2 separate regions of the Gossypium hirsutum genome follow, and region 1 is linked to region 2. Evidence: chromatin contacts called from public Hi-C data. All regions are on one chromosome and are shown on one strand. Each heading gives the region's core, a stretch centred on a gene start, on an enhancer-like site or on the middle of the called end of the contact. The rest is flanking DNA. Distances are from core to core; before and after follow the strand shown. Region 1 holds the start of LOC107952155 (probable disease resistance protein At1g61300). Region 2 holds the start of LOC107952149 (probable 2-oxoglutarate-dependent dioxygenase AOP1).

Region 1 (5,809 bases), core at 2,196-4,695, 140 kb after region 2:
AATTTTAGTTTGGGAAGGTCAAATTTGATTAGTGCATCACTTCCCTTTTCTTCATCTTCTGCTGCAAATATTTCTACCAGCTTCTCACAATCCCTCACACTTATTTCTTCAAGGTTTTGGAGGTTGGGAAGCAACCAATGTGGAAGCAACGTCATAATACTTGGGCAGTCCAATATATGAATATCTTTAAGATTGGAAAAGGTAGCAGACGAAGCTAATATTGATGTTGTTGCTGAACCATATCCTTCAACTTTTATAACTTCACTCAACTTTGGCAGATCAACAAGAAACAAGCACTGGAGGCTCTGGAATTGATGAGTAGAAGAGGAAAAGGAGGAGAAGGAAACAACACATTCTATTCCTTCACAGTGCCCAATTTTGCATACCCTCAAGTCAACCACATTTTTTAAGGAAGAAATATGGCTTACGTGTCTCAAATATTGGCAATATGAAATGCTGAGTTCTTGCATATCAACTGGGAACATTAACTCACCGCCACCAATTTCAAGGTCATTGATTGATACAACTCTCTCTTCTGAACCAACAAGAGAAAATAAGCCTACATATGACTGGTACTTGATGAGATTTTTCTTGCATTGCTGCATTGAGGAGACAAACTTATTCAGTTCATGCCTGTTCTCGAAACGTCCATAAAAGCATTCCAATTTTTGCAATGGCACTACCTCATCCGCCTTAAGGCCCTTTGTTTCATCATGCATATAAACTTTCAAGTGCTGAAGGTGAGAGAGTTTTGGCAAAACTCTGGTGGGTATCACTTTCAGAGTGTAAACAAAAAGGCTAAGATACCTTAGATTGATCAACATATCCATGCCTTCAGGGACTTTTTCAATGCTGGTGTAATTAAGATCCAGCTTCTTCAATCTTTGAAGCTTTGAAAGACAAGGCAAAGCTCTTAACTCTTCACAACCTTCAAGCAGCAATGCGGTGAGATTCTTTAAGTCAGAGATGGAATCTGGCAAACATTCGATGTTCGTAAAGGACAAATCAAGAACACTTAGAAAAGGCATGTTCATAAAGAAAGAATTTGGGATCTTCTTTATAGGATTCCGCCCTAGTAACAAAGTTGTAAGCAGTTGGCATTTTGGAGGCGACATGTCTATGGGAATCTCTGATATGGAGTTATTCCTAAGTGACACTTTCTCAATATCTCTTATCCAGTCCTCCTCTTTTGGTAGCTTTTCTAATTGCAGCCCTGCTTGTATCATATATCGAGGATTTATACTTGTGATGGATAATGCCATGTCTCTCACTGCATCATGCATCTTCTTGCAAGGCTGATCATATTGATTGGTACCATTTTCCAACAAGCAATTATCTTCCAACTTTTTCAAAATAGCATGGCCCTCATCGTTCATTTCTTGCCTTGTGTTCATTTTATCTATGAATCGCTCATCGATCCAACACTCGATTAGCTCATCTTCCCAAATTGGAAAATTTTCCGGATATAATGCACAATACAAGAAGCAATGTTTCAATTTCTCGTCTTTTAAGTGATCAAAACTAAATTTCAAACGCTCGATCACTTCAGCTTCTACTCCTTCCACCATCCCCACTCGCTCTTTCAGTTCCTTGAGTGCATTTTTCCAAATACAAGGGTCATCTTCTCCTTTCATGGTACCAGCTAGCACAACAACTGTAAGAGGTAGACCCGCACATTCCTTGACGGCAAGCCTCAAAGTTGGCATTAAAGTTGGACTTTGCACTATGGTAGGTCCAACTTTATTCAAGAATAGTATCAATGCCTCTTCTTCTGAAAGGGGCTTCACTAGTATCACTTTACAACCCATATACTTACAAACTTGCTCCGAACGGGTTGTTAACACCAATTTGCATCCACTGCTGCTACTCGGCTCAGGGATCCCAACTTCCTCCAAAGAGACTTTGTCCCACACATCATCTAAGATTAGAACATGCTTTCCCACTTTCTTCAACAATTCCAACAAGATTGCTGCTCGACTAACCTTATCTCTTTCATTGCCCCAATCTCCCTTCAACTTCAATGCGCTTGCGATATCATCTTGTAACTTCATCACACTGAAGTCTTTTGATATAGTAACCCAAATTACCCTTTCAAAACTATGTTCTTTCAAAAGATCATTATGGATGTGCTTCATGATGGTCGTTTTACCAACACCGCCCATCCCCCAAACCCCAATCTTACCCACCTCCTCTTGCATCAAACATTGCCAAATTTCATTTCTCACGGCTTTCTCACCAACTAGCTCTGATGTTGGCAGTGGCAACCCAACATTTGGACCATCAATGACAAGACTGTCGGAGACATTAGGAGCTTTATCAAGAAATGTCTGCATTTCTTGAATCTTTCTATCAACCAGCTTTCCATTGCAAGCACGGCAGAGATATCTCCCATTACTTACTTTATTTTCAACATCTTGTGCTTCCATAATCATCACTTTCACTTTTCCTATCCAATTTTCTACTTCCTTCTTTGGTATCTTCCCCACACAATGAAGAAGCTCTGCTTTCAATTGCAGCTCTATATCTTCCATTTTGCTACTCAATTCATCTCTGATTCTCTTAAAGTTTCTCACATAATCATTCAGCTTTCTGTGATATTGCAAGTATTTACAAACTGGAGTTCCGAGACAATTTGCAATACTAGCTGCAGGTTGTATGCACTCCATAGAATGTCCCTACAATCATATATGTATATTGTCATTCTTTCATGTATTATCATTCTTTCAACTTAACAATCATCAGTTTCAAAAGAACTTTGAGAAAAAGTTGGGAAAAAAATCATGTAAATAGATGCATGGACGGAAAAATAAAAACAACCAAGGAAAACAAACACAGCCCTGCAATCAAAGAATGGAAAGTAGAAATCACCGGACTTGTGGCTTGACAAATTAGAACTGAAAATAAAGTAGTGAACCAATCACACAAAGCTGCTATAGCAGTAGCAGATAACGTACGTACGTACATACAAACATACATAGATGGAATTGTAGGCTTAACCAGAACCAAGAGAGGTTCTGAAATAATCAAATATGTGAGATGTATTGGATTTTCATGAAGTTTTGATTCATTCAGATTTAACTCCAGATTTAAATCAACTGATTTTATCACAGTTGTTCGTATTTCATATTATGTGGCCCAAAATTAATAATCTTAGTGAAAGTGGGAAAGAAAACTATATAACCCAGACCAAGATAAAAGCAAAGAAAAGCATATCATGAATTAAGCAAGCAAACTTACAAACAACAATTGTACCTTCACTGGCTCGCTGACAACTTCTGCACGACCTTTGAGATTGAAACAAGGAAGAAATGATAACAGAGTTTTGGGAACACTAATAAAAACAACAGTAAGACGAAGACGAAAGTGAAAAGAAAAACAAGCAAAATTATGAGTCAAGTTTTACGGTCATGGCTGCCACTTTCATGGTAGGTTCCTCCTCAAAGGACAGAATCAACCGGCTACTTTATTGCTTTATACTGATCACACACGGCAATATAATTTTGGTCAACATATAGTCTAAACATAACGTTTAAGCATTTAAAATATATTAAAAAGGTTAAAATATGCTACTAGTCCTTGTACTTGTCTAGATTTTGAGATTTAGTCTATGTATTTTAAAAGTTAAAAAATTCAATCTCTTACTTTTTCAATTTAAAATTTATAGGTTCAATTATTATTTTTGTTGCTAATTTCCATCAAAATTTGTCAACTTAACATATTTATTTTCTATAAATTATATGCAACGTCATATGAAGATTATCTAATCAACATGCTAAATTGATAGATTTTAACGAGAATTACTGGCAATGTTAATGGTATGAATGAGTTTTTAAATGAAAAAAAGTAAGAGAATTTAATTTTTAACTTTTTAAGTATATAAATTAAAATTTAAATTTTATCAAAATACAGAGACTAACAACATAATTTGACCTATTAAAAACGTTTGAGAACAATTGGTGTCTCTATTTAATATTTACCAAGATATGTTAGGTGTTCTCTCATGAAATTCAATTCGAATGTAAGATTATTAGTGCAAGATTTAATTAGATGCCGGATAACATCATTTTAATATGTTCGAATGAAGATAAAAAAAGGGTAAATTTTACACATGGTCACTCTAAAATAGGGTCTGTTATATTTTATTTATTTAAAATTAAAATTTTCATTTACTTTTAACAGATTGTGGACATGAGACATTAGCTTATTGAGTAATTGATATGTAATATTTTTTGTTGACTTTTAACTAAAGTTTAAGGGAAAAAATTTTGGACCAATTATAGGGAGGTTTCTAAATTTTGGTCAATGCCTTTCACACCTTTGAATTCGGTGGCACTGTATTTCCTCAATTCCTTAATCAGAGCATTTTGAGCTCTAGTTGACAAAGCGAATTAAGGCGCAACATCGGCAACCCTCCAAAGGACATCCACTATAATGTGCAAAAGTTCATACCCCTCGCCCTCCTGATGGGGTCTCGTAGTTCTAGCTACTCTACATATACTGTTTTGATTACCACCCAGTGCATCACTGTCATAATCTTAAATTTTATGTAGTTTATCTTAAATTTTATTCTTTTATATTCTGTAAACCAAACTGAATAATGAGATGAAATCATCTGAATTTCTAAATTTTTGATTATCCCTTTTATCATTTGATAAATTCAATTAGTTAAATTATTTAAAATAAAAAATTAACTAATATTTATATAATTAAAATAAATTTTATAATATGAATTTATTTTGTAATGTGACGACATGATTATCTTTAGTATATATTATATTATAAAAATAATATACATACACTTTTAAGGACATATAATATATTAATTGTTATATAATTAAATTGTGAATGTATAATAATTATTATAACATTATGATATTACAACGTGCATTCTTGTATTAGTGATATGCGACCTAAATGTTAAGCATATAACTAATTTTATGATATACTATAATATATACAATTAGTATCATACAATCAAGGTATATTAGTTATGTATATTTAATATACTTGTATATAAAGTTACATATCAAATTCCATTTGGCATGTTGAGGGAAAATAACATCGCCATATGTCAAATTTTATCGGATTTACAAAAGAGCTTTATCGAGGATCCTCTTTATTAATAAAAAAAGGTAAGGAAAGAGAAACAAATGAGAAAGAGTGATTTATTTGAAATTAGGATTGGTCGGTAAAAAAAAATATTTTCTATAGGAGTGAGTCTAGTTGATGTAACAGAGTAGCCTAACCTATATACAATTAGTTACATATTTAAGGTTTATATTGCATATCGCTAATAGAAGAATGTACGTTGTAATATCATCACGTTATAATAATTATTTTACATTCATAATTTAATTATATAACAATTAATATGTTATACGTCCTTAAACATGTATCTATACTATTTTATATAATATAATATGTACTATTACAAAATAAAATTCTATAATAATATTTATTTTAATTATATAAATATTAGTTAGTTTTTCTTTGTTTAAAAAATTTAACTAATTTAATTGATCAAATAATAAATGGGATAATCGCAAGTCTAGAAATTCTAATGACTCTATCTTATTGTTTAATTAGGTTTACGAATATAAAAGAATAAGATTTGAGAGAAACATGAGATTTAAGAGAATAATATACTAAATGAGATATATTTTTTTGATAATTCTTATAAACATATTTAATTTTTTTATTAATTATTATATTTAATTTTATTATTAGTTGTTTTATTTTATTTTAGAAATCATTTTATTGATACCCATACATTATTTATTAGGTTATTGAAATTTTAATTAAAATTGAG
Region 2 (6,386 bases), core at 3,151-5,650:
ATACTTAAACTATTCAACCGTTACCCATTTTGCCCCAACTGTTAGTCCTGTTAGAAAAAAAAATCAGCCAATCACTACTTGCCACATAGAGCTCTATTTAATTTACCCAAATTGTCGGTATAATAGTGTTGATTTTACCAAATTTTTTTATATTTTCTTCTCATCAAACAATTTTTACCATATTTTCTTGCATTTTCTCATCAACCAAACACCCAAAAATAAAACCGGTTGCTTTCTTGTACAAAGCTTCCACCATTTATCATCTTCAAGCTTCCACTACTTCTACCAAAGAAAGAAGAAAACTGGAAACTTGAAGATGGTAGAAGCAGTAGAAGCTTGAAGATGATAAATGGTGGCAGCTTTGAACAATGAGGCAATTGGTTTTATTTTTGGGTGTTTGGTTGATGAGAAAATGTAAGAAAATCTGGTAAAAATTATTTGATGAGAATAAAATATACGAATATTTGGTAAAATTTGTTTGATGAGAAGAAAATATTTAAAAAATCTGGTAAAATCAACACTATTATACTGACAATTTGGGTAAATTAAATAGCGGTCTACGTGGCAAGTTGTGATTGGCTGAATTTTTTTTAATGGGACTAATAGTTAAGATAAAATGGGCAACGGTTGAATAGTTTAGGTACCGACTCTAACTAAAATAAAGTTTAAGTATCAATTTGGGAAAATTAATATAGTTTAAGTACCATTTTGTTGTTTAAACCTTTTCAAGTAGATATAGAAGATAGGATAGGATATAGATTCATGATCTTGTTATTTTTGGTGTATTCAAATTATTATAATATTTTATTTGTTAAGAATTGTATATTTATATTTATATATATGGGTATGTTCACTTGTATCTATATGTTGTTCGATAAATTGAAAATTCAAGTATTAATTTTAAGTTATGAAATTTATTTGATATATCTATTAAAATTAAGTATGGACTATAATTTAACTATTTGATAAATGTGATTCTTAAAATTGTAAATGGAAATTATTTAAGGATAATGCTAAAAGAAATAAACTAAATAAAAAAAGAAAATATTATATATTAAGTGAAAAGTAGTTCTCTATCTACTTATCATTTTCCATACTTTAGTTCTCTATCTACTTATCATTTTCCATACTTTTTCATTGAAAATTATCTATCATTTACTTTTTATATTGGATTATTAAAGGTGCTTAAAAATCATATCATTGATAATATTACTTTTCAGTTGATTTAATTTTTCAATGAGTTATCAAATACAACCTCAATTTTCATATTGATTCGTATTTTGTGTAATTTTTCACAATAATTTAATTTAGAAATTTTTCTATATAAATTTTAATATCTTAATATAGTTTTGCATGTCATGTATGTTTTATTTTTGGTGTCATCTCATATTTTAATTAAATTTATTTATTTATGTGTTACTCCTTAATATATAATAATAATAAAAGAAAAAAATCCAATATATAAATTGTAGCAATTTAAGCATTCCATTGCAGTTAAATACATACCATAAAATTTTATTGCATAACAATTATTTTTATACTACACTTATTTGACACAAATTAAAATCATATTAATTCAATTCTTATAAAAGAAAATTACTTTTAGCCATATATATAGAAAGACCCCAAACAATTGGCTATAATATAATAATTATGGATGGCCAAATCTTAGACACTACAATAAGCTTTAAGACGAGATATATAACCCCCAGGTTGAACAGCTGCTTGAGTGATTTCGGAGTGATAAAATTTCAAAAATTCTTCATGGTCATGAGGTTTGAAAAGAACGGGATTGTTGTCATCAACAAGCTCATTGGGAACCTTTATTACGTAGCCTCCTCTTGGTCTTGTAAATAGTCCCAAGCTATACCTATCTTCGTTACCCTTCATCATGACACGATGAGAAGGCGAAGGCAATCGACCATTTAACCATACCTGCAACAATATAAAAATTTTATGTTTTAAGTCAAGCTATTTAAACACTCTGTGATGTAAAAAATAAGTGGAACTTACGCTAAGGGTTTCTCCAATCAAGACTATGAAAGAGTTGGGTGAAGGCTTCATATTGATCCATTCACCATCTTTGCTTTGAATCTGTAGTCCATTAACCTCGTTTTGATATAAAAGGGTCATCGTATTAGAGTCACAGTGCGCAGCTAATGCATGGGTTGAATCATTGGTTTTTGGCTTTTCATATTTCATGACCCTCAGTTGATAGTTTGTGGAGTCAATGAGCTCATCTTTGTATTTCTCAATTCCAAAACTCTCCAAAATCATCTTCAAAATAGTCTTCTCTAACTCTGATGCTAGTTGAGTGAAAGATGCCAGAGTTTTACTGCCAAATACAAAGCAAATAATTAATAAAATTGCTCCTTTATTGGGAGAAGTCTTTGTAGTGTTGTCCTCTAGTAAACCAATCTAAACCATGAATAATAGAGTTATTATTCTCCGAGTGTCTATGCTTCATTTTAACTTCAGATTTTTGTCTCTCTACTTCGAGGAAAGCCAAAGTGGTTCACAAAGTTTAGGTAAGAGTGCCTAGTCCACCAACTGTTTTTATCATTTTGGCTTGGTGGGTTCGAGCGCATGCCCTTAAAGGGTACTCTTAATGAGTAAAAACACTAACACTTGGAACCCGAGGACTAAAACTAAGTATACACACCACGGGAACAATACCTCTACTATTCAAGGTTTGAGTCTACGTCTCAGAGAACGATACTTCAAAGATTTTTCCAAATAAAGAGGTCGATTCCCCCTCAACAAAAACCAAAGAAGTCTAATAGTTTTGCTAAAAGTTGTATGATGAGTTAAATTGCATTTTGATCTTTTACTTTAAAAAAATGAACAAATTAGTCCCTGTATTAAATCAAATAGCAAACTGGTCTTTTTTTAATGAAAATTTATTTCATTTCTACTATTAAAAATTAGTGTAGCTAATGGAATAACCAAATAATCCACGTGTATCTCATGCTGACGTAAGGGACCAGTTTTTAATAATAGAAATGGATAAAAATTTTAACAAAAAAATCAATTTGCTCTTTGATGTGACATTCAAATATATTTTATAGTAGAAGAAACAGGACATAATCTAACTCCTAATGTAAAGGCTTCCATAATACTAGTTACCGTACCTGAAACTTATGTTTCCTTGAGGCCATAAAGTGTTGGTGACGCATCGTTCAATGTTTTCAGCAATACAAGCATCATCCATCGCCAAGCTTTGAAACACTCCAGATCGAGGATTCGAATAGCCACGAAAGGGCTTGTCGGAAACACACAGTTTTTTTGTTTGTAAAGGCAAGTCAAAGGTCTCTTGCAAAGCCCCAAACACTGCCTTTCGAAGCTCCAGAATTGGATCAAACAATGCCTCGAAACAAACGTACTCCCCCGATGCTTCTCGAACTTGGGATTTCACTAGATCCCATTCGGGGCTGCCCGGTTTCAGGTTTTGGTTTGAGAAATCTATAACTGGAACCATAGCCGGAGTTGTTGAGCTCATCTCTATGTTTATATCAAACAATAATGCTTGAATGGTACCTTTTATATACAATCTATGAGATTTGTAATTGCATTGAAAGTCCCTCCTTGTAAATCAAAGGTAAAAAATAATGGGTATATTTTTTGTGAAAAAAAAAAACAAATTGCTATGATACAAATAATCTATATATTGAATAGCGATATTAACATTCCAAATTGGATTGTTTTTTTTTCTTTCTTGTTTCTTGTTATTTGTCTGTTAGTAGAAACCGGCCATATGCGGTCAGAAATTACAGTCATTGATAAGTGCTAAAAGTAACATATTTTAATTTCATTATTAACGCAATTTTAGGTGATTTTTCTATGTTAATGATGAATCTTATGCTCTTAATCTTTTAAATTCATATTTTTATACTTAAAAGAACATTTGGGAGCAAAACGAGCGAAAATCAAAATATCGGAGTAAGGTACAGGAGCCACACGGGCTGACTCCTTCAACACGGCCTGACCATATGGCCGTGCCATACGACCATGTGGTAGACCGTGTCGATTTCGTGAATTAGCACTCTAAATTGTGAGAAAATGTGATTTTTAGATTTTTGGGGCATTTTAAGACGTATATATGACAAAAATAAGAAGAGATGAGAGAGTCGTCATAGAATACTCAAGAAAACAACTCGAAAAACACCATTGAAGTGATTCTGAAGCAAAATTTCATCAAGATTGAAGATTCTCAGTTGATTTCAATCATGAATTTCTTTATTTCTTATACTATATATTGAATGTTTTTATTTGCAAGTATGAACTAATTTTTCTAAATACCTATTGTCGAAACCCTATTTTATTTTGAAAATAATGGGGATCGACTTTAAAAACCGAGTGTGGAGTCGCCACCAATCTTTTGATTTAGGTGTGATTGGATCGCCTATTAAAATGCTTTATTTAATGAAAAAAACAAAGTAAATTTGGTTTAGGTAAAAAAAATGGGTTCAGGAGTCGGTTACGTATGAGGAAGGGTTAGCACCCTCATTACGCCCAAAAACTGGTACCAAATTGATTTGATGTTGTCCTTAAAGATTTAAAAGAAAAGATTTTTTGAAATATATAAAAATGTTTAAATAGTTCAAGTTGGTGATCGTAAATCTCTCGTTCCAAAGATATACGGTTTCATACCCAGTACGATTGGATATGATCCCTTATACCTTTAAGAAGTGATCAATTTTCGACTTTTGAAAAATTATAAAAGAGGTTATCTAAATATTTGGTTCTTCGGGAAAGTCATACCCAGTACGATTGAGCACAACTCTTCCAAATTCCCCAAACACTAGATATTGCCTTATTTCGAAACCTTGAATAACAAAAATTTAGAAATTCGTTTAAAAACATGTTTACTCATTTTAAAATTGATGAAATATTTAATACATTGTAAAAAAACATATGAAACAATATACTCAAAATACAAATAACCTTATTTAATAATCATTGTAAAAAAAAACAAAACTTTTAAGCATGGAAAATGAATAATTAATATAAAGTATCATACATAATTATAACACAAAATAAAATGATGTACAAAATGTGCATAAAAAAATGAAGAATTATATAGCATATATAAGTTGACACATTTACATAAAACTTGGGATATATATTTATTGAAATAGTTATTATAAAGTTCAAATCAAATTATGTATAAAATATTTAAAACACAAATTTATTCAAAAATTTATAATTCACAAGATAATTTAAATAATATATTATGTATGAAGGTATAACAATATATGATATAAAATAATATACAAAATCAATTTATGAAATCTTTATTAACATTGGGTACAATTATTTTAAAAAAATCAAAATTAATAATGTATATAAAAAATAAAGTAATGTTATATGAGTAACCAAATATATATATATAAAAACATAAAGACAATATAGAATACAATAAATTATAAAATTTTAAAAGGGTTCTTAAAAAGTATTATACGTATAAACAATTTTAAAAGAGAATATATATTCATAGGAAAATATTTACATAAAATTATTTGAAAATTATACCGTATATCATAGTGAAAAATAATTTAATATAGGTTGTATACATGTGAAATATTGTTAAAAATAGTTATATGTCAGAATATCCTTTGATTAAAATATAAATTATAAAATTAACTTAATTTTATTATAAATTATATACATAAATAAAAAAATACAGTTAATCATAAATTTACTAAAATCTATATGCATAAGAATATCAAAGTTTTAATAATAGATGCAAATTAAATATAAGTACAAAACATATGTTTAATAATAATTTAAATAATATACTAAATATGAAAAAATTATAATTCATGGCAAGGTACTACTCATATGATAGATTTTTTTATTTAAAACTTTTGTTTAAAAATAAATATATGTGAAATTATATTATCATACATACCATTTTATTTAAAACTACTTAAAAGAGAAATTAAATAACATACTTGGATAACATAATATGGAGTCACGTTTTTAAAATAATAATTTTATGAATACAAAGGTGTATTTTTCAAAACAGTATCATATGTACATAAAGACTTGCGAATTAAACATAAATTAAGAAATATATAATTCATGTATATAAATATATTAACAACACTTATTAAAAATATATAATACAAAAAAATATTACAACATGCAAAATAATAGTTATTATAGAAAACTTAAACCAATGATTAACATACCAATACATAAAAAATATTTAAAGAAATAGGATACACAATGTCAAAAGAATATTCTAAAAATAATTATACAAATGTAACATACAGAGTTATTAACATAAATTAAAGCATACACATATTAAATGTATTCTAACTCAACTGATTATACAAATATAAGACTCAATTAAAAATGCATCAAGATGAAATGGATAATTT

The links. A called contact is a pair of places that touch in the nucleus more often than the background predicts.
Region 1: a contact with region 2 is called in a Hi-C map of leaf, with 1.9 times the contacts expected there. The contact joins the promoter of LOC107952155 here to the promoter of LOC107952149 in region 2. A contact is called at or near these places in 4 of 34 Hi-C or Micro-C datasets (callus and leaf).

The regions. Positions count from the first base shown.
Region 1 is chrA04:5,400,103-5,405,911 of Gossypium_hirsutum_v2.1, forward strand. LOC107952155 (probable disease resistance protein At1g61300) reads right to left here and starts at 3,446. Exons shown (of 3, transcript XR_005925405.1): 1 at 3,253-3,446; 2 at 1-2,675.
Region 2 is chrA04:5,256,677-5,263,062 of Gossypium_hirsutum_v2.1, forward strand. It overlaps LOC107952149 (probable 2-oxoglutarate-dependent dioxygenase AOP1), which reads right to left and starts at 4,401. Exons shown (of 3, transcript XM_016887430.2): 1 at 3,132-4,401; 2 at 2,014-2,335; 3 at 1,587-1,935. The coding sequence starts at 3,499. The coding sequence ends at 1,669. It overlaps LOC121227882 (a long non-coding RNA gene), which reads right to left. Exons shown (of 2, transcript XR_005925398.1): 2 at 6,235-6,386.